4 separate regions of the Mus musculus genome follow, and regions 1, 2 and 3 are each linked to region 4. A link is a contact called in public Hi-C data. All regions are on one chromosome and are shown on one strand. Each heading gives the region's core, a stretch centred on a gene start, on an enhancer-like site or on the middle of the called end of the contact. The rest is flanking DNA. Distances are from core to core; before and after follow the strand shown.

The links. A called contact is a pair of places that touch in the nucleus more often than the background predicts.
Region 1: a Hi-C map of uterus shows a contact between it and region 4, with 2.1 times the contacts expected there. The contact joins two enhancer-like sites. A contact is called at or near these places in 5 of 484 Hi-C or Micro-C datasets (liver, muscle stem cells, nephron progenitors and 1 more), 1 of 115 datasets of contacts at active chromatin or transcription factors (fibro-adipogenic progenitors) and 2 of 9 other capture datasets (adipose tissue and pancreatic islet).
Region 2: a contact with region 4 is called in a Hi-C map of muscle stem cells, with 2.7 times the contacts expected there. The contact joins two enhancer-like sites. A contact is called at or near these places in 1 of 484 Hi-C or Micro-C datasets (muscle stem cells), 1 of 115 datasets of contacts at active chromatin or transcription factors (embryonic stem cells) and 1 of 9 other capture datasets (embryonic stem cells).
Region 3: a contact with region 4 is called in a Hi-C map of liver, with 1.5 times the contacts expected there. The contact joins the promoter of 5830403F22Rik here to the enhancer-like site in region 4. A contact is called at or near these places in 1 of 15 datasets of contacts at CTCF or cohesin (the NIH/3T3 cell line), 7 of 484 Hi-C or Micro-C datasets (cerebral cortex, liver, muscle stem cells and 3 more) and 3 of 115 datasets of contacts at active chromatin or transcription factors (astrocytes, neural progenitor cells and oligodendrocyte precursor cells).

What each region holds. Positions count from the first base shown.
Region 1 is chr7:134,173,778-134,180,004 of GRCm38.p6, forward strand. All of the region lies in intron 1 of Adam12 (a disintegrin and metallopeptidase domain 12 (meltrin alpha)), which reads right to left. Among named protein-coding and RNA genes, the nearest start is that of 5830403F22Rik, 18 kb to the right of the region's middle. Within about 2 kb of position 3,449, at least 17 of the 459 cell types and tissues checked have an H3K27ac peak or open chromatin away from gene starts, as enhancers often do. A contact at or near this core is called in uterus, where this site is marked.
Region 2 is chr7:134,258,927-134,265,135 of GRCm38.p6, forward strand. No RefSeq gene overlaps it. Among named protein-coding and RNA genes, the nearest start is that of Adam12, 37 kb to the left of the region's middle. Within about 2 kb of position 2,470, at least 78 of the 459 cell types and tissues checked have an H3K27ac peak or open chromatin away from gene starts, as enhancers often do. A contact at or near this core is called in muscle stem cells, where this site is marked.
Region 3 is chr7:134,190,302-134,196,586 of GRCm38.p6, forward strand. It overlaps 5830403F22Rik (a long non-coding RNA gene), which reads right to left and starts at 4,585. Exons shown (of 2, transcript XR_870010.1): 1 at 1-4,585. The region is part of intron 1 of Adam12 (a disintegrin and metallopeptidase domain 12 (meltrin alpha)); the gene reads right to left.
Region 4 is chr7:134,023,699-134,029,294 of GRCm38.p6, forward strand. All of the region lies in intron 3 of Adam12 (a disintegrin and metallopeptidase domain 12 (meltrin alpha)), which reads right to left. Gm39103 (a long non-coding RNA gene) reads left to right here. Exons shown (of 3, transcript XR_870012.2): 2 at 2,465-2,614. Among named protein-coding and RNA genes, the nearest start is that of Gm39103, 3.7 kb to the left of the region's middle. Within about 2 kb of position 2,718, at least 95 of the 459 cell types and tissues checked have an H3K27ac peak or open chromatin away from gene starts, as enhancers often do. A contact at or near this core is called in cerebral cortex, liver, muscle stem cells and 4 more, where this site is marked.

The DNA of each region.
Region 1 (6,227 bases), core at 2,199-4,698, 150 kb after region 4:
GGGGCACAAACGGTATTGAAATTTTAATCCTAGACATTTTACAATTCCCTTAATACTTCTAAATCCACACCGTTTTATCATTCTCGAAGTGGAAGTCTGCAGTTATAGTCAGGTTACAAAAGGATTACTACTGGAACGTTAACTGTCTCCTGTAGCCTTTCCAGATCAGTCTCACGCTGGTCTCAAGCTTTCTAAACTCCCGGTTGTTGTGTAGCATGGGGTGAAAAGTCAAGAACATGTCCAGAGGCAGAGAAATGTACTGAGTACCTCAGTCATCTTGGAAAGAGGGAGAAAGGAACGTGGACACATGTCAGGTAATGGAGGGCGGGGGGGACAAAAGTGCTGGCATGACTAATATTCATCACTGCTAGCTAGGAGAGAAGTCTCTAGGCATGTCTGAGAGGGACTTTATAATTGGGTTAGCTGAGGTAGGAAGACCCTCCCTAAAGACAGTGACACCTTCCTACGGCTGGAGTTCCAGATGCAATAAAAAGAAAGCAGCGAGCTAAGCAACAACATGCCACTTTGGATGCAATGGGGCCAGGAGCCTCAGACTCCCCACTCCGTGTCTTTCCCGCCATGAATGAGTGCTACTCCCTTGAGCTGTGGACCTAAAGAGTTGCTTTTGTTAAGTATTTGGTCACAGCAAGAAGAGAAACTACTACTGTGACCAGACAACATAAATGCTCAGAGATGAATCTGTGGGTCAGAGGTGACATCTGAACATATCAGGGGAGCAGAAGCTAGAGAGAAAGAAAGGGGCTGGATGGGAGACCTCAGAAATCCACCTTGCTGAAGTGTATCATGCTGACAACAGGGATCCATCCCTGTGTCTTTTTCTGGTGGCCTCCAGGGGGCTCACAGGTTGTGCACCAAGGGCTTGCCAGCTTGGATTCCTGGTCCCATTGCTATTCAGAAGCTTCCATTCAAACAGCCCATTCTCTACTTAGGTCACTTAGGTCTCCCTGGTCTCTTAAATACACTCCACCCCAGGAGACTCAGCAGTGTCAGTCCTATGTCTAACATAAAGACATATAAGGAACTACCCTATGATGGACATGCTTGGACCAGAGATAGTAGAATAAACATGAGCAGAGCCTCCTTAACCTGAAAATCCAGACTCTGAAACCACCCCACATACAGACATGCTTGAACTTGAGATGCTACCATCAGGGTAAAATTCAGTGCCTGACTCCTAGTGATGCCACAGTCACGATGCAGGTACTCTAATACTAAATGTGATAAAGTATATGCAGAAGATGGGTTTAAATAGTATGTGAAACATAAATGGGCCAGTTGGTAGAGTGATGTCAGCTAATACAGACTCATATGGAATCTTGCTAAGCTGAGGCAAGACCCATGGAGGATATGTGATGTTTGGAGGGAGTATAAATAGAATGCATCAGATAGTACAGGAGGCTTGTTTGCTTGCACAGCTAGCTTTGCAACGCTTCTTGGTCTCTGGTCTTCACAGATCTCCACTTCATTTGGAAGAGGTGGGACAAAGAATGTCTCCTGGCATCCCTGCTGGTCCTGGTCCCTCCTGCTGACTCATGCAGAGGCCTTGCTGCTATCCTAACACTACTGAATGGGACTGCTGGTATATCGTGACGTGTTTGCAAGTGGATCAAGCTGCTGCTGCTGCTGCTGCTGACCTGTGAACTGAACTGCTGACTTCCTGACAAAGTAAGTGGGATTTGCTCCAAAGGACTATTGCTAAACAGGTCCACTTCTCCTATATCCTAATAACCTTTCTTTTCCATTACGTCTGCTGGGTGCTGGGCTAGAAGGGAGGCTAAAGCTTTTAAGAACCATCATTAAAAACAGGGTTTGAAAAATCAATAGCAACACCAAATAATGACCTTTGACTTCTATCACGCACACAAATAATATATTTCAAAATTTCTTTTATACAAATATAAATGAATATTTGTGTTTATACATGAATCTCCAACATGTCTAGTAATATATGCATATACAAATATTCTAGAATCTAGACAAAACTTTTTGAATTAACTTCCAGTCCCAAGCATGACCAGAAGAGGCTCTCAGCCTATAAGGCTGGTTCAAAGAGCAGCACATGTGCCATGGAAGGAGTCTGAGGGAGGAACTCTGTACTCTGTATCCTCTGCATCATGCTTGATTCTATCCTGCAAATTCAACATCACCTCAAGAAAAAGACAATAGCAAGTTAAAGACTGGTGAGGGGAGTATCTGGAGATGAGACTCTTGAGAGAGAAGCCAAGAGAAAACTTTTGGGGATAGTGTTGGCTTTGAAGAATATGAATTGAGATCTGCAGATGAGAATTCTCCTGATCCAGTGAAAGGAAGATCACATCGGCCAAAAAACAAGTGAATGTTATCTTCTTTTTGTGACCGATAGAGTGTGATCAGCCTAGGAAATGGTCACATGAAGGGCAGCTCAGCTATAGCTAGTCCCTAAAGCATTGTTCTGGGAACCTCAGTGACACCTGGGTGCTTTGCCTGGGACTTTATGAGACCCATACTTCATAGTGGGTTCTGATCCAGTTAGGCAGCTCCTGCAGATTCATATCACAGTATGCAAAGTACTTATGAGAGAGCCTGTAGGGTACTTGAATTAGGCAAAAGTATTTGAAGATACCAGCAATTGTGAACCACCAGAACCACTGAAAACCATGCCGGGTTCCAAGTGACTATGGCTACTGTAGAGTTCTTTGAAGTCAAGTCATACTATCATCAAGGTGGGCACAGGCATCTTTATCCTTGCCACATAAAGTCATTAGCTTTGAGTTAAATTATCAATACAAGTCAGTTTGGTAAAGTAGTTGATGGTAAAGTCACTTGTTCTGGAGCTTAATAAACTGGACAGAGGACGAGCTTTAGCACTGGTATCATCTATTCCCCGAGATCCAACCCTAGCAAGACGAAGACAGAATATTTCCCCATACTTTCTTAGTCATGGCAGAGAAAGACCTGGAAGACGTCCCCACAGGCTTCAGATGCTTGAGGCAAGGTCTTTGCCTGTTCTACAGCCCACCTGAGCTGCTGGCTTAGATAGAAGGAGATGGTACATGGTCCCCAAATCAAGCTATCACACCATATGCTCTCCCAGGAGAGATAACTTGACGTTAGGAGCATAAGGAAGGTCTGTGGATGGGGAACTTGGATTTGATCATCTTGAGATCCAACAAACCCAATGGAAAGAAGTTTCTTAGCCTTCAGGACTAGTTCCTCAGGCATTCTTGGTGGCAGAGAACGATAGCTATTGGATTTCCTGTGGGCCAAATGTGCCCAACATTAAACACTCTTCCCTTTCACCTACATTTTTTTTCCAGGCTCTGAATCCAAAATAAAGCTCTTTTGGCTCCAAAGTTCTTTACAAAGAAACTTTATTTCTAGATATTCCTCAGAGAATCTGAAGGCAGACTGGGCCAATGCTTGTGAGACATTTTTGCAAGGCTCTGGAGAAGTTGCATAACTGTACTATCTGCTGAGTACAGTGTTTATTATCTGTGTACAGGAATAATGGAGCCATCTCTGGGCTTTTTAATTGGTTGCACAATATCCCCTCCACGGGATCTGTGGTCAGAAGGCTGTTTCTTATGAGCTTTGCTTATGTATTTATGCACTAGTATTTCTTTTAGATGATACAAATAAAATTTTTATTTGTGCGGCATGGGTAGACAGGATGAATTATGCACAGCTGTGAGATATCAGGATGTATTTTATGCAGCTATCTTGTTGACAAACTGTAAAAGGAGGTCTTGAATGATGCATACATTCAGAAAATATGACCTTATAAAATGCACAGTTTGTATACAGTTTGTTGTTTTATAATCTGTATTTGGGCATCGACAAAACTCACTGTTATCTAAGGAAGAAATGTGGGCAGATGATACTGGGAAAAAGCTCCCAGGCTCTTCGATCCTGGGTAAACCTAACACACCATTGTGCGAGCCTCTGCCTCCCCTCCCTCCTCCTCTCTCTCTCCTGTCTCTGTTCTCTCCTCTTCCTCCTCCTCCTCCTCTTCTTCCTCCTCCTCCTCTTCTTTCTTCTTTCTTCTTTCTTCTTTCTTCTTCTTCTTCTTCTTCTTCTTCTTCTTCTTCTTCTTCTTCTTCTTCTTCTTCTTCTTCTTCCTCTCTCTCTCTCTCTCTCTCTCTCTCTCTCTCTCTCTCTCTCTCTCTGTACTCTGCTTGCTATTTCATCAGTTTCTGCCGTTTTCAGACCCAATTAAGGGCAGTCAAAAAGGATGTTATAGACTATAGCCCCATCTCCTTAGAAAGGAATCCTTTCAATGAGCTGTGAAGGTTACAGAAAAGATGCCGAAGAAGATATCCCCCAAAATGACTCATCTGCCACAACTAAAGTCACCCAGAGCATGGCTTCTGCTTGATCCATCCCTGCTCTGGCTTGGCCCAATCCCTCCTTTGCCTCACTTACAGAGGGAGAACCATGGCATGCCAAATCAAGATCAAGGCCTCTTAGTGACTAAGATTCCACCTCCCCAGAGATGGGGACTGATACCATACCTGTAGGGTACACTACCATGGAACCCTGAGTTAGTTCCAAACTGTTCTTTATGTGCCAACTTTATGGCTACCCTCTAAGGCAGTGGTTCTCAAGTTTTCTAATGCTACAACCCTTTAATACAGTTTCTCATGCTGTGGTGACTCCAATCATACATTATTTTTGCTGCTACTTCATAATTAATTTTGCTACTATTACAAATCATAATGTACACATCTATATTTTCTGATGATCTTAGGGGACCTCTGTGGAAAGTTCATTCAACCACCCTAAGGGTCACAACCCATAGGTTGAAAACCATTGCTCTGAGGGCTGGAATTCTCATAGTATCATTTTCTTTCCTGTTGGGATCCCACAGGACTAAGCAATCACAAGTGAGGCCATGCAGGAGAGGATCTTCACAAACCCACACTGTGTGAACTTGGTCTAGGACATAAGGATCTAGGACATCTAGACTTTGTGCTATGTTTATGTAACTACTGCTGTGAACACCAGTTCATATTAAAAATTTGAAAATGTCAAGGTTTAGTTGGCAGTGAGAAGACACACTGGTGAGGATGTTAAGACAAGAAGAAGCAAAGCATCACCCACTGAGTTCTTCAAAGGAAAACTCCCACCGGCACTCAACAGGGAATTAAAAAAGGAGGCTCAGGTGGAAGAGCCAAGATGGAATTGTGATGCACTGTAGGAAAGTCTAAATGGGAAAAAAAGAAGTTGAAGAAGTCATCTTAAGCTGAAAAGAAGCCAGGTCAAGGCCTTGGAAATTCATTTAGCATTTTATTAGCCCTGAATACCAAAGACCTACATCAAATCAGGCAGAAGCCATCTAGGGGTTTCCTGCTTCAGAGTCCTGGGGTGGTGATGTGCTCATTAACACAAAGACACTCTTTGTTCAGACTTACATCTTCAAACTTAACCAAGAAAACAGCAGCATCCTTTCATCACATCTGTATCTTCTCTATGTGAAAATTAGCAGTTCAATTTAAAACACGCACATGTGCACACGTGTACACACACACACACACACACACACACACACACACACACACACACACACACACAAACTTAAAGATCCTCAAAAGAGTCAAAGGCAGATGAAGCTGAAAAGGGCAGCTTTGCAGTGGAGGAAACGGACAGGCTCTGCCCCAGCCCAGCGATCAAGGTCAGCACCAGCAGGGGTGCACCATGTGGTGGAAGATGCCCTTGGTATGACATGATAGCATGTTGCATCTTCCTCCTCAAAATTTGTACTTTGGGGTTGTGGAGATAGCTCAGTAGTAAAGTACTTGCCGTGCAAGCATGTGAGTTTGATTCCCCAGAACTCATGTAAAAATGCTGGAGGTAGTGTCACCTGGTTGTAATCCCAACTTGGGGGTAGTAGACAAAGGAGAATCCCTAGGGTGCAGCAGCCGGTCATCTAACCTAACCAGGCCATCGAGAGGCCCTGTCTCAAAAAACAAGGTGGAGGCTGAAGATATGATACAGCTGTTAAAACACTTGCATATGCCTGAGTTCTAATCCTCACACCTACATAACAGCTCACAGTCATCTGTAACTCTAGTTACAGGGGTTATGACACCCCTTGGTCTTCATAGGTACTGCACACACATGATACATGTACATACATGCAGGCAAAACATCCATACATACACAATAAACATAAATAAGTAAAATTTATAAAAAACAAGGTGGGTGGATCATAAGAAATGATATTTGGA
Region 2 (6,209 bases), core at 1,220-3,719, 230 kb after region 4:
CACACACACACACACACATATATATATATATATATAATTTATAAAGGGATTTACTGGAACAGCTTATAGGATGTGGTCTAGCTAGTCCAACAATGACTGTGATTATTATATGATATATGTCATATACACACACACACATATATATATGTATATGTACACACACACACACACACACACACACACACACACTTATAAAGGGGTTTCTTGGCATGGCTCACAGGATGTCGTCCAGCTAGTCCAACAATGGCTGTCTACCAATGGAAGGGCCACGAATCCAATAGCTGTTCAGTTCATGGAGCTGGATGTCTCAGCTGGTCTTCAACATAGACCTGAATCCCAAGGAAGTAGACTGTAATGCCAGTGAAGGATCAACTTGCCAGAGAGAGTATAAGCAAGCAGATAGAGAGTAAGCGTCCTTCTTCGGTGGATTTATACAGGCTGCCAGCAAAGTGTGGTCCAGACCTCAAAAGATCTGGATATGTAGCAAAGGATTGCCTTAGCAGGTATCACTGGGAGGGGAGCCCCTTAGTCCTTCGGAGGCTCGATGACCCAGGATAGGGGAATGCTAGGGCGGTGAGGCAGGAATGGGTAGGTGGGTGGGGGAGCACCCTCATAGAGGCAGGAGGAAGGGGACAGGGATAGGAGGCTTGTGGAGGGGAAACTGGGAAGGGGGAATAAATAACATGATAACACTTGAAAGGTAACTAAATAAAATAACCAATAAAAAACGAAAAAAAGATACGATGTTTCAAGAGAGAGAGAGAGAGAGAGAGAGAGATCTGGAGTAAAGGTGTATCTTTCCACTTCAGAGATCCAGATTAGAAATGAGTCTTACCACTTCAAATACTAATGATTTCATTTAAAAAAAAATCTCTCACAAGTTTGCCCAGTCATTGGGCTGTAGCTAATTCCAGACATAGTCAAGTTCACAACCCCGAATAGCCATTATATTTTCCCTCTTTTCAGCTGTGTGTGTGTGTGTGTGTGTGTGTGTGTGTGTGTGTGTGTGTGTAGGATATGTGTGAAGCCAGATGATGACAATTGGTGTCTACTTCAATTGTTCTCCATCTTCGTTTTTGAGGCAGGGTCTCTCACCAAGCCTAGAGCTCATGGTTTTGGCTAAGTGAGCTGGTGAGAGAGGCCCAGAGAGCTTCCTGTCTCTCTGTCCCCAGCGTCGGGATTGTTGGAACTGCAGGTGTGTGCTGTTGGGCTCAGCTTTTGCTCGTGGGAAGCACTCAGGACCAACCACTGCATGTCAGCTCATCTACTGAGTGAGGAGTCATCTTCCTCCCTGTCTTTTAAGAATTTTAAAAGTTTTCCTTTGTTTGTCTTGAGATGCTCTGAAAAAGTCTGCTCTTTCCTTCCCAGGGTCTAAGGCACTTAGATCTGGGACAAACACTACTACTTGAAGTCACCTTTCTGACTGCACCAAGGCCCGACAAGTGCCATTCAGGATGTGTCCAGGAACCTTTTTTGAGAGGCAAAGGAACCAACTAGAATTTCAGTGTCGCCCTCCCTCCTTTTGTGCACATTCCAGATGAGCACCTCAGATTAAATCTTCCATTGAGACACCACCTGCAACTTAAAGAAAAGCTCTGAACTTTTGGAGAAGCTTGCAAAGTTGTCATTGCTATAGTCCATGTGACTTGTAGACCGAGGTCTGCCTTGGTGGAGGATCCTGGCCTTCGAAAATAAGCCACAGGATGTTAGTGGGGGACCTTGCAGAATCTCCAGTACCTGTTGCATAGCCTGCTCTTCCAGGATCAGCCAGCCTTGTCCCAACTGTACATAGCAAGATGGGGGAGGGGAAGAAGAGGGAGGGGGAAAGGGAAGGGGAAAGGGAGAGGGAGAAGGAGGGAGAAGGGAGAAGAAGGGAGAAGGGAGAAGAAAGGAGAAGGGAGAAGAAAGGAGAAAGGAGAGGGAGAAGAAGGGAGAAGAAGGGAGAAGGAAGAAGGGAGAAGGAAGAAGGGAGAAGAAGGGAGAAGGGAGAAGAAAGGAGAAGGGAGAAGAAAGGAGAAAGGAGAGGGAGAAGAAGGGAGAAGGGAGAAGAAGGGAGAAGGAAGAAGGGAGAAGAAGGGAGAAGAAGGGAGAAGAAGGGAGAAGGGAGAAGAAGGGAGAAGGGAGAGGGAGAAGGAGAGCGAGCTAGAGAAACTTCCAAAGTGATTCAGTCCCAGGAATGGGCTGCTTCTGCCAAGGATGGCGGGTTTCAAAGGTTTCTGCAGGGCTACACATTTGTGGGCAATTTTGATGAAAGTACAAATTCAAGGAGCCTTACCATGTGGAGCCATCTGCTGATGGACACACTGTAATCACTTAGCAGCTCACTTCCTTTGAGAGTGCACACAGTGCATTCCTGTCCACCCAAAGAAGTCTTTTTTTTTTTTTTCCTACCACATTCTTAGTTGCTTGACCCAGAACTCTCATGTACCAATGATTAGATCACACTCCCTGGGCAGACACATCCAGCCCCTCCTGCATACACTGTGCCTCATACCCAGACTGTGGGTCATCAGATACACTCAGAGGCCAGGTCTAGTGCATGACTTTTTTTTTGCCAGTGAATGGTGAAAAGTAGGGACTCTGAGAGACAGAGAATTATCCACACTCTCTCATGATTGGCTGCCTTACCGGTACTTCTTTCAGAGTCTTGCTCCACAGAGCAAGTATTTGCTGACTCACCCAGGGGAGCTGACAGCTTCCAGGAAGTTGGGTTGGCAACAGACGCTGTTTGAAGAGCCAAGACAATTGTTTTCCCATTATTCCATTACCAGCTGGCAGACAGGATGTATAACCCAAATAGGAATTGCTCCTTCCACATAAAGTCATGGGGACCACCGGGAGATGGCTCAGTTCTCTTACCACCTGGATGTCTCTAAGGATTTCAAATGTTGCCTGGTCCAAACTCAGGAATCTTTCTTTAGAAACTCCTCAGCCCCCTCATGCTGCATCTCTGAAAAGCCATCTCCATTCTGGACCTAAGACATCCTCAAATGCAAACAAATCATTCTCAGAGAATTTGTTTGGTGACGTTAAGATGGCAAAGTCTAGTTAGAATTTTCAAACCCCACGGAGTCTTTCTTGAGGTCTGAGTTTAAGAAAAATACTCAACAGTTGGTGGCCAGTTCCTGAGAGGAGGGAAGAAATGGCTGCGTTATTTCTGTAGGCCTTGATTTCTCTACTTATCATAACATTAGATATTTCTGTTATTACTATACAACATAAGAGAAACTCAGGCTGTGTTCGATCCATTTGTCAGCATTAAAATAATTTCTACAATAAGAAAATAAGCTCAACAGGAAACCAAATGTTCATTTTCTGCCTTGTCCCAGCCAGAACAGAGGGACCATTACCCCACACCAGACAACACGCCATATTCCTACGTGGTTCCCCTCTCTGGGACCTTAGTTAAGAACCGCCCTTGAAAACATTCTTTAGTGCCATTTAATGTGCGGCTGGCTCTTCCTTCTTTACATTTGAGGACTCAGCAGCAGGTTTGGAGTGAAGGTGAGTGTTTTATGAACTCTTAAAAGTTGGCTCCATCTAGCATTCTCTCTTTAAAATGTTAGCTGACAGAAACCCACCTCCTTAAGTATCACCGAACAGTCTGGAAACAGCTGGGCCCTGAATTTAGATGCATGGGAAAAGCTTCTGAAATACTCTGGAGATACTAAAGAAAAGTAAGGACAGATGTCTTGGGATCTTCATCCAAGAGAGTCTGTCCTTAACTATCGCAGAATTGACTTAAAGTGTGCATTTTTTTTCAAAAAGCTGTTGAACTGTACATAGGAATTCATTGGCGTACTGAGAAGAGGCCCTAACAGTATTTTAGAAAAGCAAACACAAACTTTGCTGAGCTGCTCTGAAAGGATTCCCAAGGTGATGGGAACATGGAGGGGATGTGAAAGTTTACCAGAAGCCAGGAGCTTGGGAAGCCGTTGCAGGTCGGTCACAAGTTCAAGGCCAGCCTCTGATACATAGAAAGTTCAGAACTAGCCTGGGTTACATGAAACTGTATCTCAAAAGCCCTAAAACCAGCCAACCAAATGTTTTCAAGAATATTTTGCATTTCTTTACTTATTCACTGCGCTTATGTGTGGGGGCAAGCACATGCTATGTGCACGTGAAAAGATCCAGGGGACAAGCTGTGGAGTCAGCTCTCCCCTTCTGCCCTGTGGGTCCTGGGGATCAAAGCCAGGCTGTCTGCCATGCCTTGGGAAAGTACCCCTCCACCTATAGAGTCACCTTCCCAGCCCCCAACCAAACTTTATGATAAAACTTCCTGCTTACAGGACTGACCAGACGCAATAAAGCTAAGCATACAATGGCCTTTTGAAGCATCTCACTGCTAAGCCCTCTCAACCAACTCATGGCCCATGAGCTTCTCCTCCCACCTCTGTGCATGCCAGGAAACACTCATGATGTGTTTGCTTTGGGCCAGGCATTCTTCCACACACTCCACTCCCATCCACTTTATTTCCATAGCAACCGCATGAAGAAGGCACTATACTTACCTTGCATCTGGCAGTTAGGGAAACTGAGGCAAGGATAAACAACCAACTGTGCCAGGTCTTTACTGAATTTTTTTCCTTTCACCCCACCCCCACCCTCCACCCTGTTTCCACCCTTTTTGTCTGCTCAGTTAAAACGGATCCTACCCTTTGTAGAGTCTCCCTTAGGTGGCTGAGCAATGCTAAACTTGGTCAGTAGGGGGCGCTGGAGAGATATGGCTCAGCAAGGTACTGTGCCAAGCCCTACAAAGCAGGCATTTCCTCTCACCCCACCTTCCCACCCCCCTTTGACTGCTGCTGAAGCAGAGGGGGCTCAAAATCCCCAGGCAGGTCAGGTTTCTGTCAAGCCTCAGGGCAAGCCTCAGAGGGTGGATTTTCAGTAAGTTCTATGGGTGGGGCAGTACAAAACATTCTCTGTCATCTGCTGAGCCATGCTCTAATTCTTCTAGTGCAGCTCCTTTATTTCTGTGGCTACTTGGGCTCTTCAGAGCTGCCTCCACTTCTTACTAGACAATTCTCTATATGGTGAATGATTCAGTACATTAAGCATCCTTGGATTACCATGTGGTTTCTCTCCTGGCTGGGTGCTGAATGGCACCTCCGTCCAAGGCCACAGACCGGGAACAGTAGTGGCACCCCAGAGCTTCTGTTCCTGAAGGTTCTGTCAGGTTGCTTCCTCTGAACATGGCAGGCATAATGAAGCACAAGTGTAGATTCTAGTTGTCGGAGACAGCCTGCCAATAATAGCATGGGAAAGCACACCAAATTGTGTTGGGTCTCTATAGCCTATGGTTTTTGTTGTTTGGTTGTTTGGTTTTTTTTTTGTTGTTGTTGTTTTTTTGTTTTCCCCAAGACAGGGTTTCTCTGTGTAGCCCTGGCTATCATGGAACTCACTCTGTAGACCAGGCTGACCTTGAACTCAGAGATCTGTCTACCTCTGCCTTCTAGTGCTGGGATTAAAGGCACGTAACATTACTGCCTATTTTATTTGTTTGTTTTTAATGCCATTCTGCAATCCATTGCTGGAGAGGCTGCGATAGGTAGACCTTTGGGCCTCAGTGGCAAGTAAGCCACTATTTGTCAAGTTCCAGGTCAAGTGAGACATCCTGTCTTAAATATATACATACTTAAAACGGATAGTGTCTGAACTCTGATACCTAAGATTGTAGGATTATCCTCTGGCCTCCTCAAGTAAGCACACACATACCCACACACATGCATCTGAACATGTGAGCACACATATTTGTGAATACACACAGAGACATAGTGACATATCTACAAATAAATAAAGCAATTAAGAAATAAAGTAAAAGAGGAAGTGATGGCGTTGTCTCTGCTGAAGAGCATAGCAGAGAGGACAGTGCCAGGAGAGAGACAGAGACCTCGGGGAAATATTTTAAGTTTGACAATTACAAAAAAGATGTGCTCCCAGGATCCTTAATGAAGGAGCTAGAGAAAGAACCCAAAGAGCTGAAGGGGTTTGAAGCCCCATAGGAGGAACAACAATATGAACTAACCAGTACCCCCAGAAGGTCCCAGGGACTAAAACACCAATCAAAGAATACACATGGTGAGACTCATGGCTCCAGCTATATATGTAGCAGAGGATGGCCTAGTCGGTCATCAATGGGAGGAGAGGCCCTTGGTTCTGTGAAGGTTCTATGCTCCAGTGTAGGGGAAGGACAAGGCCAGGAAGCAGGA
Region 3 (6,285 bases), core at 3,335-5,834, 170 kb after region 4:
ACGACTCCATCTGTCACCAGAACACATGTTTGGCACAGACAGAAAGCCAAGAGCAGTCTAACAAATATTTCAAAACTGAATTTATATCTATCTAACACATGGTTTATATACGGATGTCATACCTAGCAAGCTTTGCAGTTCTCAAATAATATCCTGGCTAAGGCACAAATGATGTCTGCAGCCGACCGCAATACCGAAATCATTTGCTTTTAAAATACGTTTAAAAAAAGTGTAGTTTATGAGGGGGCTCCTGCCAGAGTCGCCTGTTTCAGTATGCAATTGTTATAAAGTTCGGGACAAGAATCCAAATGTATCCGCCATAAGCCAAATATTTGCATAACTCCTTATTCAAAGGGGAAGCGCTCCTGGAAAAACACAAGTTCAGATCGCCATTATCCAGGGTGGCACTCACATGTTAGCAAACTTCAGAAGGGCCTTCTACCCAATGCAATTCAAGTGTCTCCATCATCTAGGAAAACTATATGTCAAATCGATAGGCTGCACCAGGTGGGTTTCTTTGTGCATGTGCGTACTCTGGGAGGCTGCCTGCTCTGAGGTGTTCTCCTGTAGGGCATTTCTAGATGAAAGTTCAAAATATCCAAATGCAGTTATTTCTTCTTCAGCATCAAAAAGCCACATATTTGCAGACTGTTTCTTTCTCGTTTTTCCTCCCTACTATGGGATAGCGTGTAGACACAGGCCCAGTTTATTAGACAGCAGGCGATATTTGCCACTGGCTGGCCAACGATGTTCTTGTAAATATTTCAATCCCCTCCCTGTTCCCAAGAAGAAAATGGAAAAACTGAAACAGCTACAAGCAGGCAGGGTCTGTGCACTGGCACAGACTCTAATTCCTCTTTTACAGCGCGTCCTCGAGATTGCTGTTCATGAGAGCTGTGGGGTGGGGAGCAGAGAAATTGTCACATTGATTTTCTGTGGAAATCATGCAATTTATATTCTTCAACTTGACTATATCAGCACAAATCAGAGCCACATGGAGGTAACACTCATCTTGAATCCCACACATTTCCGAGGGTCAGCCAGGCCTAGGAGGCCCTCCTTAAAGTAAGAAGAGGACAATTTAGCCCAAAGGAAAACAAGAGCCACCTGAGGCTACTCACAGGGAGACCCAGTTTATCTGACATTGTCACCAATGATTGGAAAAGTTCCAGCCAGAGTGTCCATCTCAACTCATGTCCTCAGGACTTTCTCTGGGCTTCTGGGTATGTTGCCCCTGTTGTAAAAGCAATCTCATGTTGATGTACCCACATATGCCATCTCACACAGGTGGGCAAAGATACTGCAGTCCACCCAGTAGGATCTGTTCACCTACTCTACATAGAGTAGAGCAATGAGCTTCAGGAAACTGGCCCTTCCCAGAGCTCACATCGCTGGCAGGCAGCTCAAACCTAGGCCTTCTGGGCTAGGGAGATGGCTCCATCATTAAAGTGTTTGCCCCATAAACATAAGGACATGAGTTCAATCCCCAGAACTCACATGAAAAAACAAACAAACAAACAAACAACTGGATATAGGGGCATTTACTAGTAATTCTGGTGCTGGGGATGTAGAGATGGGCAGATCTCTTAGACTTCCCTGGTCCTCAGCCTACTAGACAAGTTCCAAGCCATGGAGAGACCCTGTCTTAGATAGAAGGTGGATGGCTCCTGAGACATGATTCCTGAGGCTGATCTCTGGCTTCTATGTATGCTATGGGCATGCATGCACATGCAAACACATGTACACACACATATAATACACACACACACACACATATGCGCGTGCACACACACACACTCATGCACACATACCCACACAAACATACATGTTAGAGGAAGAATCTAAGCCTTTCATCTTCCTTGCTCCCTTTCCTTCTGAACAGAGTTGTTGTCATCAATCCCACTCTTTGTGCTTCCTCTCTCACCTGCAAAGGCACCTCTGCTCGTGCAGGTGGCAGGACTCCCATTTGTCTGCATATTTCCTACCTTTTCCCGTTTCACATCAGCTGCTGGGGTAGATAAGCGGACTTGGACCGCAGGCTGTAGTCAGGACTTCACATGAGCCAGGGTCTGGTAGAGAGCACCAAAGAACAACTACCAGGGGCCTGACGCCTTCCTGCTCAGCCCCAAGGTGGCCTGGGAACCTGGGCCACTGACCTTTTGCTCTGTCTCCTGACTCACAGTGTTGGCTTTCCTCCTATTCTACCTTACTAGAGAGTCTGGTCATGACTGGCTCCTGCAAGCTTCGTCTTCTCCCAGCCACAATGGAGTTAATCAATAGGGCACACTTTCACAGGCAGGCCAGTTCTCAGTCTCAGTAGATGTCACCAAACATTCTCACAGCACGTCACACATCCCTATCTGAGGCTCACACAAGAGCCTTGGTTAGGTTCCTTAAGTACTAAGATTCTTCTTCCCATCATGTGGTCAATGCATCGGTGTACTGGTGTGACCTGGAAAATGTGACTTTCTGGCCTCTGAGCTCTTGGACACAGCCCCTTGGACCTATCACATGCTGAATAAATGTGTTAAATGGATGTGAAAGAGAGGAAAGGGGCTCTCCAGCTGAATGCATGAAAATTACCTCTACGTGGGCAAAGAGTCCAGCATCCAAAAACAAAATGTCAGTGTTCATCAGCAGGATGATATATTCAGGTCTGGTTTGTCACCACCCATAGGTAGGGTCAGAAGTAATGGGAACAAGGTCTTCCATGTATGGGGCATTGAAATTTCTTCTACCAAATAGCCCAGATATTAAAGAGCTATGACCGCCTACCTATGGGTGGTGATAAGCTGGACATGAACTCAGTTTCCACGGGCTCAGAACCCCATGAGATCATTTTGAAATCTGCCAGATTGTACTGAACATCTGGTCCTGCCCATTGACAACCAAAGGTTACAAGGTCAGTGACAATAGAGTTCAGAGTCCAAGTAGGAAGACAACTGTTTCAAAAGAGGTGGCAGAATGCCTAGGGACAATGCTGATCATAGCCCCATAGCCTTGAGAAAGGAACCAGGACAAAGGATGTGAGGGCAGAGTTCAGGGAGGCTTCCCCAGGGACAAGGATTGTAAGCACTAGGGAACGCAGGCAGAGTAGCATCTGAGGCTAGGAAAGCAGACGGCATAAGGAGGTAGTCAGTGAGCACACACAGCACACACTGGTTGCACACACTTGTTTCTTTCCCTGTTTGATTTGCAGGGTCCTCCACCTGTCCATGAAAGGTGAGCAGTATGAGGATTCCTAAGAGCAAGATTTGAAAAGGACAGAGGTTTATAACTCCAGTGATACTAACTGCTCTCTGTAAATGAGCAAGCTAGTTGAATCCAGGCCCAGCCTTCTGGCGTCTGTACCTTCTGGAAGGCTTCATGATGAGCCCTCCCGAGTAACTGAAAAAAAAAAAGAAGACTCTCTTCTGTAACCATTCAAGTGCTCTGACAGAAACAGTTGTGGGCTTCACACTCCAAGAGTGGAGCCCATACCACAATCCTGCTAGATTTTGTGTCTTAGTCTACATCCTGGTTTGCTTTAATTGCTAACTTGGCATAATCTAGACCCTCCTGAGAAGAATGACTCTATTGAAGAATGACCTAGACCATTTTGGTCTGTGGGCTCTCTATGGGGATTGTCTTGATTGGTAGTTAATGTGGGAGGTGTCAGCCCACTATAGGCAGCTTCATTCCCTAAGTAGGGGATCCTGGGCTGCACAGGAAAACTAACTAAACGTGGGTCTGGAAGCAAGCCAACAAGGAGTGTTCCTTCACGGTTTCCTGTTTTGAGTTCCTTCTTGAGATCCTGGCCTGGCTTCCATCATGACAGGGAAGTCAAGACAGCAGGAGCTTAAAGCAGCTGGCCACACTGCACCAGCAGTTAAGAAGCAGAGAACAACTGAATGAATGCTCTTGGCTCAGCTGATGCCTTCGGCTTTTTATTCAATCTAGTCCTCAAGCCCAGGGACAGGTGCTATTCTATTTATCACCTCTATTTATCTCCTCAATTAATATCTTCACACCTCAATTAACCTCACCTAGATAATCCCTTACTAGTCCCTAGAGACTTGTCTCCTAGATTCCACATCTTGTCAAGTTGACAATCAGCACTAACCATCACGCCTTCCTAGCTAGCCCTTCATCATATGCAAGAGGAGAGTAGATTTGTAGATTGTTGCTGGCATCCTTAGGGACCCAAGAAGTTATTTTTATTATGAAAAAGTTCCAGACTATATCCTTGGTTGATGCCAAATAAAGATCATTGGACTCTGCCCTTCACAAGCATCAACTTCCAAAAAACTAGCTATGCTATGTGTAGAGGAAGAATAAGGCAGGACTCAGTGGGAAGACCCACGGGATCCGGCATGCAGTAGACCCACAGTGAACATCAGTGAGAAAATGTGAAAGCCTAGTGATTGCAGGCTTGTGTGGATTTCCATTTTTTGCTAGATTTCTAAAATCCAGTCACTCCTTTATTGCATATCCATCATGGGCAGTTATAATGCAAATGTCTTTGGAATTATAACAAAGTTGATTTTTTTTCAAGACACAGTTTCTCTACGTAGCCTTGGCTGTCTTGAACTTGCTCTATAGACAAGACTGGCCTCGACCTCAGAGATCCATCTGCCTTTACTTCCTGAGTGCTGGGATCAAAGGCATGTGCCACCACCACCCAGCTTGAAGTTTGAATTATTAACATAAAGACTGCTCCTTGCACCTGACACCGTGTTACATAAGAACATTTTCCTAACTATGTACTGTTATGAGCATAGTCTCCCCTTCACCTCCCTCTTCACCCCTCTCTGATTGGCTTTTCAAAGTGGCTATTCAAAATTAAATTAAGAGCAGACTTCAAAAGGAAAAAATACAGATGAAAATAGACCATTTTCTAGAGAACGTTACAGGCTTGACTACGGCGAGATTTTGTGAAAACCTAGCTAAGTTTTTAACAAATACTCAGGTTCCAATAAATGAGATTCTAAGTCATTGCTCATGTCATTTTAGGGGAGTGTCACAAAAGACAAATGGACATTTTCCCACATATTTATTACAATAGCCATTGGGTTTAAAGTGGGCACAGACAATAAGAGCTCTGATGTCAACTTTTAAGTAAAATTCACTACAGCAAAAGGAAAAATATTTAAAGATAGAAGACTTCTAAAAATTCTGTTTAAAGAGTTTATGTATCAGGGTAGTAGTAAGTGGTGGCATGTAACTTGAATCCTAGCACTTGGAGGGGTGTGGGCCATCTATGAGTTTGAGGTCCACCAGGACTAAGTAGTGAGACATTGTCTTTAAAAAGTAAATGATAGCCAGGCAGTGGTGGCACACGCCTTTAATCCCAGCACTTGGGAGGCAGAAGCAGGCGGATTTCTGAGTTCAAGGCCAGCTTGGTCTACAGAGAGTTCCAGGACAGTCAGGGCTACACAGAGAAATCCTGTCTTGAAAAAAAAAAAAGTAAATGATAGGGCTAGAGAGATGTCTCAGAGGTTGAGAGCAGTGGCTGCTTTTCCAGAGGTCCTGAGTTCAATTCCCAGCAACCACATGATGACTCATAACCATGCATAATGAGATGTGGTGCCCTTTTCTGGTCTGCAGACATACATTCAGGCAGAATGCTGTATACATACTAAATAAATTTTAAAAATTAAAATGATAATTTCACATGAAAATATATGAAACCGATCCAGAATGCTTTAAGTATTTCCAAGACAATTGGACACAGATGAACTAAAGGCAGTGTAGTTGCTCACTGCATTCTAAATACTTACCCTCACCCACAGGTAGGTCTAGCACTCAGTCCTCATGGAAGGACCTTCCTTTTGTAGCGAATGGAGATGAGAACAGAAAGCCACACGGGTCAAATTGTAGAGAACAGTGATTAGGGTTGCTCCGTCCCAGTTGATGTGTCAACCACAACCACAACCACAAGCTATACCATAAGCTCATGAAGCATCACCAGAGAGGAGGCAGAAAGACTGTAGGAGCCATGAAGTCAGCTGCAAGGTTATGCCTTCTATATATGAGGGAAGCTGCACCCACGAAATCTCAAAAGCCTAATCCCCTAAACAAAATGTAAACAGTGTTAATACCAAGCGACCTACCAACACAGATGGGAGAAATCGCACAAGCCTCACGCCTACATAAAGAACTATAGTCAATTAATGGACATTGAGAAAGGGAGAAGCAATCTTCCCTAAGGACAAGCCCCTTGCTACATTACTCAGTCCAAGTGGTTGCCCCATAACACATATGCATACAATCCAAGCAGGATGCAGGATGTCTTATATATTTGAG
Region 4 (5,596 bases), core at 1,468-3,967:
ACATGCAGGAGAGTTAGAGCTGAGGAATATGTCTCTTCAGGCTGTCTGGCGCTGTCGGAGAGGACTAGGGTCACTCTGACGTCTCTCGTCACTTATGAGGCTAGCTTTCAGTTCCCAAAGGGTTTCTGTGAGTATCTGGGAGGGAACAGTGCTGAGGGATAACAATTTACATGGGAAGACAAAAAAAAAAAAAAATAGGTCATAAATAAACACACAGAGCAGCCTGGCTCTGCTTCTTTTTCTGTGACCTTGGGAACAAGGCCTTTCCCCATGCTGGTGTGTTCTTATTTGTAGCAGAGGTGGCAGTGTCTGCTTTCGAAGGTTTGATATTTCAAAACATTTAAAAACACTCTTGGCTACATTGTACATTTACAAAGGGAACTATTATTTTTAATTATGTACATGCAAAACACTCTCTCCGTCTCCCTCTCTGTCTCTGTCTCTGTCTCTCTGTCTCTGTCTCTCTCTCTGTCTCTCTCTCTCTCTGAGGCCAGAAGAGGGCATTAGATTTCTGAATTTCTAGAGCTGGAAACACAGCCTGTCCTGAATTGCATACTTTGGTGTTCTGTGAGTCAAACCCAGGTCTTATTGTAAGACCAGTACCTGCTCTTAACTGTTGAGCCATCTGTTCAGCCCCAACAAAACTGGAGTAATTATGGCTCACTAGCCTGTAGCTCTCCTCAGTACCCCCCCCATCCCCCATCTTCTGTTCCAGCACACTCTTTCTCTCATTTAAGTGCTAGAGGAGTCTAACACAGTCCCACACTTGTTTTGGTACCATTCTGGTCCTCTCTCCTCATCTTATGAAGCCATGGTGATATTTTAAAGGAATTCTCCTGCATACAGTGCACACCGCTTCTGCCAGACTATTGTGGATGGCCAGGCCATTTTGCTTTCTCTCTCTGCTGAGCCTTGTGGGTCCATTTGGTTCCCTAAAGCCTGTGTCCTCCTTGTCTGAATCTGCAGTGCACTTCTTTCTTCCTCTCCATGGCCGTTCAGTAACCCTAGCTCCACAAGTGTCCTCTTCTTGTGTCAGAGTGACCTTCCTGCCTCTTCTTTCTCACCCTGCATCTCCTATTTGCCCATCTTCTGGGCCCTGCGTGATCCTTAGTTGCTCAGGGGTTTGTCTGAGGTGTACAGTCCCATCAGGGCAAAGGCTGTCTCTCCCCTCGGTTCTTACACTAGTGCTTCCAAGTTAGTGTGTGCTCCGTAGATGTGTGTTGAGTGAGCTGTGTGTTAGTTACTGCTGCATGGCTGTGACTAAAGTCCCCACAGACAGCTGAAGGAGGTAGGGGTTATGTTGGCTCATGGTTTCGAAGAGTTCATGCACTGGTATTTATAGAATACCTCATAGTTTCTGTAGTCAAACCTGGGTCGGATAAGACCTTACATGTTTAATTCAGTATGTTACTCCCTGGACACATGCCCATTTTATTGGACAAAATGGTACAATGTTATTAGGCATGTGGGGTTGGGGAGAGTCTTCATGTCAGAGAGAAAGGAGAATGGATGAGCAGAGCCAACATCCCCCTAGAGACCTGTCTTCAACTATCTACTCCCTCCAACCAGGCCTTACCTCCTCAAGCCTTCACAATCTCCCAAATGCTCACTAGCAGCTGGGGACCTAGGCTTTAAGATAGCCTGGGGAGGAGGGGGAGGCGGATCTCATGTGCAAGGCCAGCAAGTGCGAAGAAGACACAGTAGAGGACGTGGCTGGCTGACACACAGGCATGAGGAAGGACCTGGGTCCCCAGCATCTCTGTAAAAGCTGAATATCATGGCATGGCATTGCAGGGTTGGGGGAGGAGACAGGGAGATTCCCAGATCTCACCAACAGCCAGCCTAGCCAACCAGTGAGCTCCAGGTTCAGTGAGGGATGCCGTCCTAAAAATGAGTCAGAGATTGATAGAGGAAGACACTGATATGTGGCCTCCATATGCATGTGTACACACACATACAGGAGCATCTGCTTATATGTACAGATATACAAACATGTACAAATGCCATACACACACACACACACACACACACAACAATGAAGAATAAGAAAGATATATCAAATACAGTAACAGATAATATTAACAGTAATTGTATTGTTACTGCTTTCCTGGTTTGAGGAAGGAGTAGAAGTTATCATTACTCTAAAGTCAGTAGCTATCAACATCAACAAAAATCCTGAGGAGATAAGATACTCTCACCCTTAAAAATTCTATCATTTGGTATTTAGTTCATACAGAACTATACACACACACACACACACACACACGTATATATAACATATGTGTATGTATATATGATATATATGTGTGTATATATATGTGTGTGTATATATATATGTATGTATATATATATATTTATAGATATCTTCAAGGAAATGTTTCTAAATTGCTAGCATTAATGAAACATTTAGCAAATTGTTAGGAACCATCAAACTGACTTCTTTTGTTTGTTTGTTTGGCGACAGAGTCTCATCATGTAACTCTGGCTGGCGTGGAGCTCAAACACCTTCTAATCCTTGGATACACAGCCTTGAGCTTCAGAACGAGCGTGTCTGGTATACGTGTTCCTTCCACATACCAGCTACCCTTGGAGAGCACTCAGGTCCGCCAATTGGGTAAGCTTTTTCCCAGTAATCTGGAAGCAGTTCAGCCCGCTCTCCTCACCGGCACTGCATGAAGAGGATCTTTTATTAATTGGTGCTCGGGGCTGAGGGGGAGTTTCTTGGCCTAGGCGGAAGCCAGCCAGCCAGCTCCCAGGCAGACGTGCAGGCTGGCCAGCTGGGCTCTCTTAGACACTGACCTACATTGAACCAAGCTCACAGAATGTGTGTTAGATCAAATTTGTTCCTTTCTGCTTGCTCAAAGTGAGTTCTGCTCTGCAAATTTCCATGATATCGTTGCCAGGGAGTGATACAAGACAGAAAAGGACCCCCCCCCCACCCGTTCCATCCTAGAGATTTCTAAACCAGCCCACAGAACTGCTCATGGGCTCTTGCAGAGGCCACCAAGAAATGCCTCTGCAGTTTGAATAGATGGTTTCCTCCCTTCCTGAGACGGGGCCCCTGACTATGAACCTGAGTGTGCAGAGCTCTCATCAGTGGGGCACACACGCTTTCCTGCTCAGTTGAGTTGGGACATCCTAGGAAAACCCCTGTGTCTGCCAGCAGCCAGCATGCACCGCTGCCTGCAGGAGAACTTACAAAAGGGAAGTCCGTGTCTCCGGGACAACAAAAGGATATTAAATATAAAACTGTAGAACAAAACAATAAATCCCACCTGAGGTCTGCTTGCTGGGTTCTGTCTTCCTGGGGAGGGCTATTCTGTCTTCCTTGCTCTAAAGAAGCTACAGGGAGTACTTGTAATCTTCAAGCCCGGTGTATCTTCCTTTCTGTAATTGACCTCCAAGGACTGGGCTAATCTCTCGGTTTCTTCTCTTTTCTGTCTTGAACAAAGCTTTGCATTTAGGCCTCATGTGGCTTAGAGCCCAGGGGAAGAACCATCCAAAGCCAGGCCAGTAACAATGGGCCGTGGTAGGGTCTCTTTCCAGGATAAAGGCTCCCACGATCAATTATTCCCACAGTGGGCCTTTGACTTGCCTCCCTCTGCTAGATGGGCTATGGAAGGAACACCCTCCCCCAGCGCCTCCAGTTTGCATTCACTTCCAGTCCTGTAGGTTAACATGGAAGTGTAGCTAATCCTATCAGCTAATTCTCTACTAGAACGTAAGTAGTGCAGTCAGAACAGTGTTCTGGAATGTTCTATGGCCCTCTCGTTGTGTGTAGAAAAGGCCAATACTAATGGCTGTATGGGGTCAGTTAGACAACTTACTATATGGCCATGTTTTCTAGGGCTGTGAGAAATTGAAATCTGCAATAGGCAACATGGCCTCAAACCATAAAATCAGTTAAAAGCTGTGGAAGGGGGGGGAGGGGGAGTTGGTCCACATTTGATTCACACAGTAATTTCTTTTATTTGCGATGTCTCTGGAGTCGTGTGCTGTACTTAACATTCTAACCCTGGGAACATCTTTATAAAAAGCTGGAAATAGAGGCAGTGTGTGTGTGTGTGTGTGTGTGTGTGTGTGTGTGTATACTCATGTGCCTGGGTAGATGTGTGTGGAAACAGGAGGCTTAATCTCCTTCCTAATTTACTGTTCACAGATTATGATCTCCTGGGTTCATTTTATCAGCTGCCAGAGCTACAGATACACAGATCCACACCATTACATTTTTTACTCAGGACTCGGAGATCTGAATACAGCAGGTCCTTATGGCTATGCAGTAAGCACTTTACCTAATAAGCTATCTCCCAGCTCCAAATTTCTTTTCCTTGTAACCTTTCCTACTGCCGCATCCCCAAAATATCCTGGGTGGATGTGTGGGTGTGTGGGGGTGCTTACTCCATGTACTGACCCTAGAATAAGAGTTTCCTTGTCCAGATGGATGTTGGCCAGAAAACAAACCATATAAACACACAAACAAACAGGCAAACAAACAGCCTGCTTCCAATCTTGTTGGCTTCCTAGCCCTGAAAAACGCAGTGGTTCATTTGTTCTTTTCTCTCTTCCTCTCTCTCTTTCTTTTCTTAAAAAAAAAAAAAAGGAAAACAGAAAAATACTTCCTCTGAAGAACCCAGAAAACTCAGATTCAGATGAGATTTGTGGTTTCATTTTCACACTACAATCTTGCATGCGACGTTGGGATGACATCATGTGTACCACTAAACACACGCTCCAGAAAGACGTTCTTCATTAAGAGCTGAATGCTTTCCATGCGTCTGGGGGAAACAGAGCTAAATATGCTGAGCAGGGAGGGAGGCATCGTTTAATGACTAAAAAATGTCATCTACAGCGATCTGCCTCTGTAACCCTCTAGAGTTCCCTGAAAGGAATACTCCAGTCACCTGAAAGCTTATTGAATTAATCAGCACTTCCCAAGGCCAGAAAACAACTATGACCAAGGGCATTTCTCCACATTCAGATCTGGGGAGCTGAATCAGTGTGGAAAATGGATGAAATACCACCAGAGCTCTTTCTTTTTCCCAGAAGCCTGGGTGTTTCCAAAACTAAAGAGTCACATTTCAACCCCCTGTAGGACAGAGCACTGTTCTACCCTGAACATTCAAATCTGGGCCAGTTATTGGATGAGTCTGTGGAATTTGTGCTCATTTTGTTGAGTGTGACAGTGGCATTGTGGCTATGTAGGATCCATCTTAAGCTTTGGGATGGTTCCTCAGATAAAGTCCTTGTCTTGCAAGCATGGGGACCTGAGTTCTGGCTCTAAGACTCATCTCAAACCAAACCAAACCAAACCAAACCAAACCAAACCAAACCAAACCAAACCAAACCAAACCAAACCAACAAACAACAGATTGTAGTGGCTTGTGCTTGGAATCTCAGCACCACAGATGCAGAAACAGGAAGATTTCAGGGCTGGCTGGCCAGTTAGCCTGGTTCCTAACAGAGAGAGAGAGAGAGACAGAGAGAGAGACACAGAGAGAGAGAGAGAGAGAGACAGAGAGAGAGACAGAGAGAGAGACACAGAGAGAGAGACAGAGAGAGACACAGAGAGAGAGACAGAGAGAGAGAGAGAGAGAGA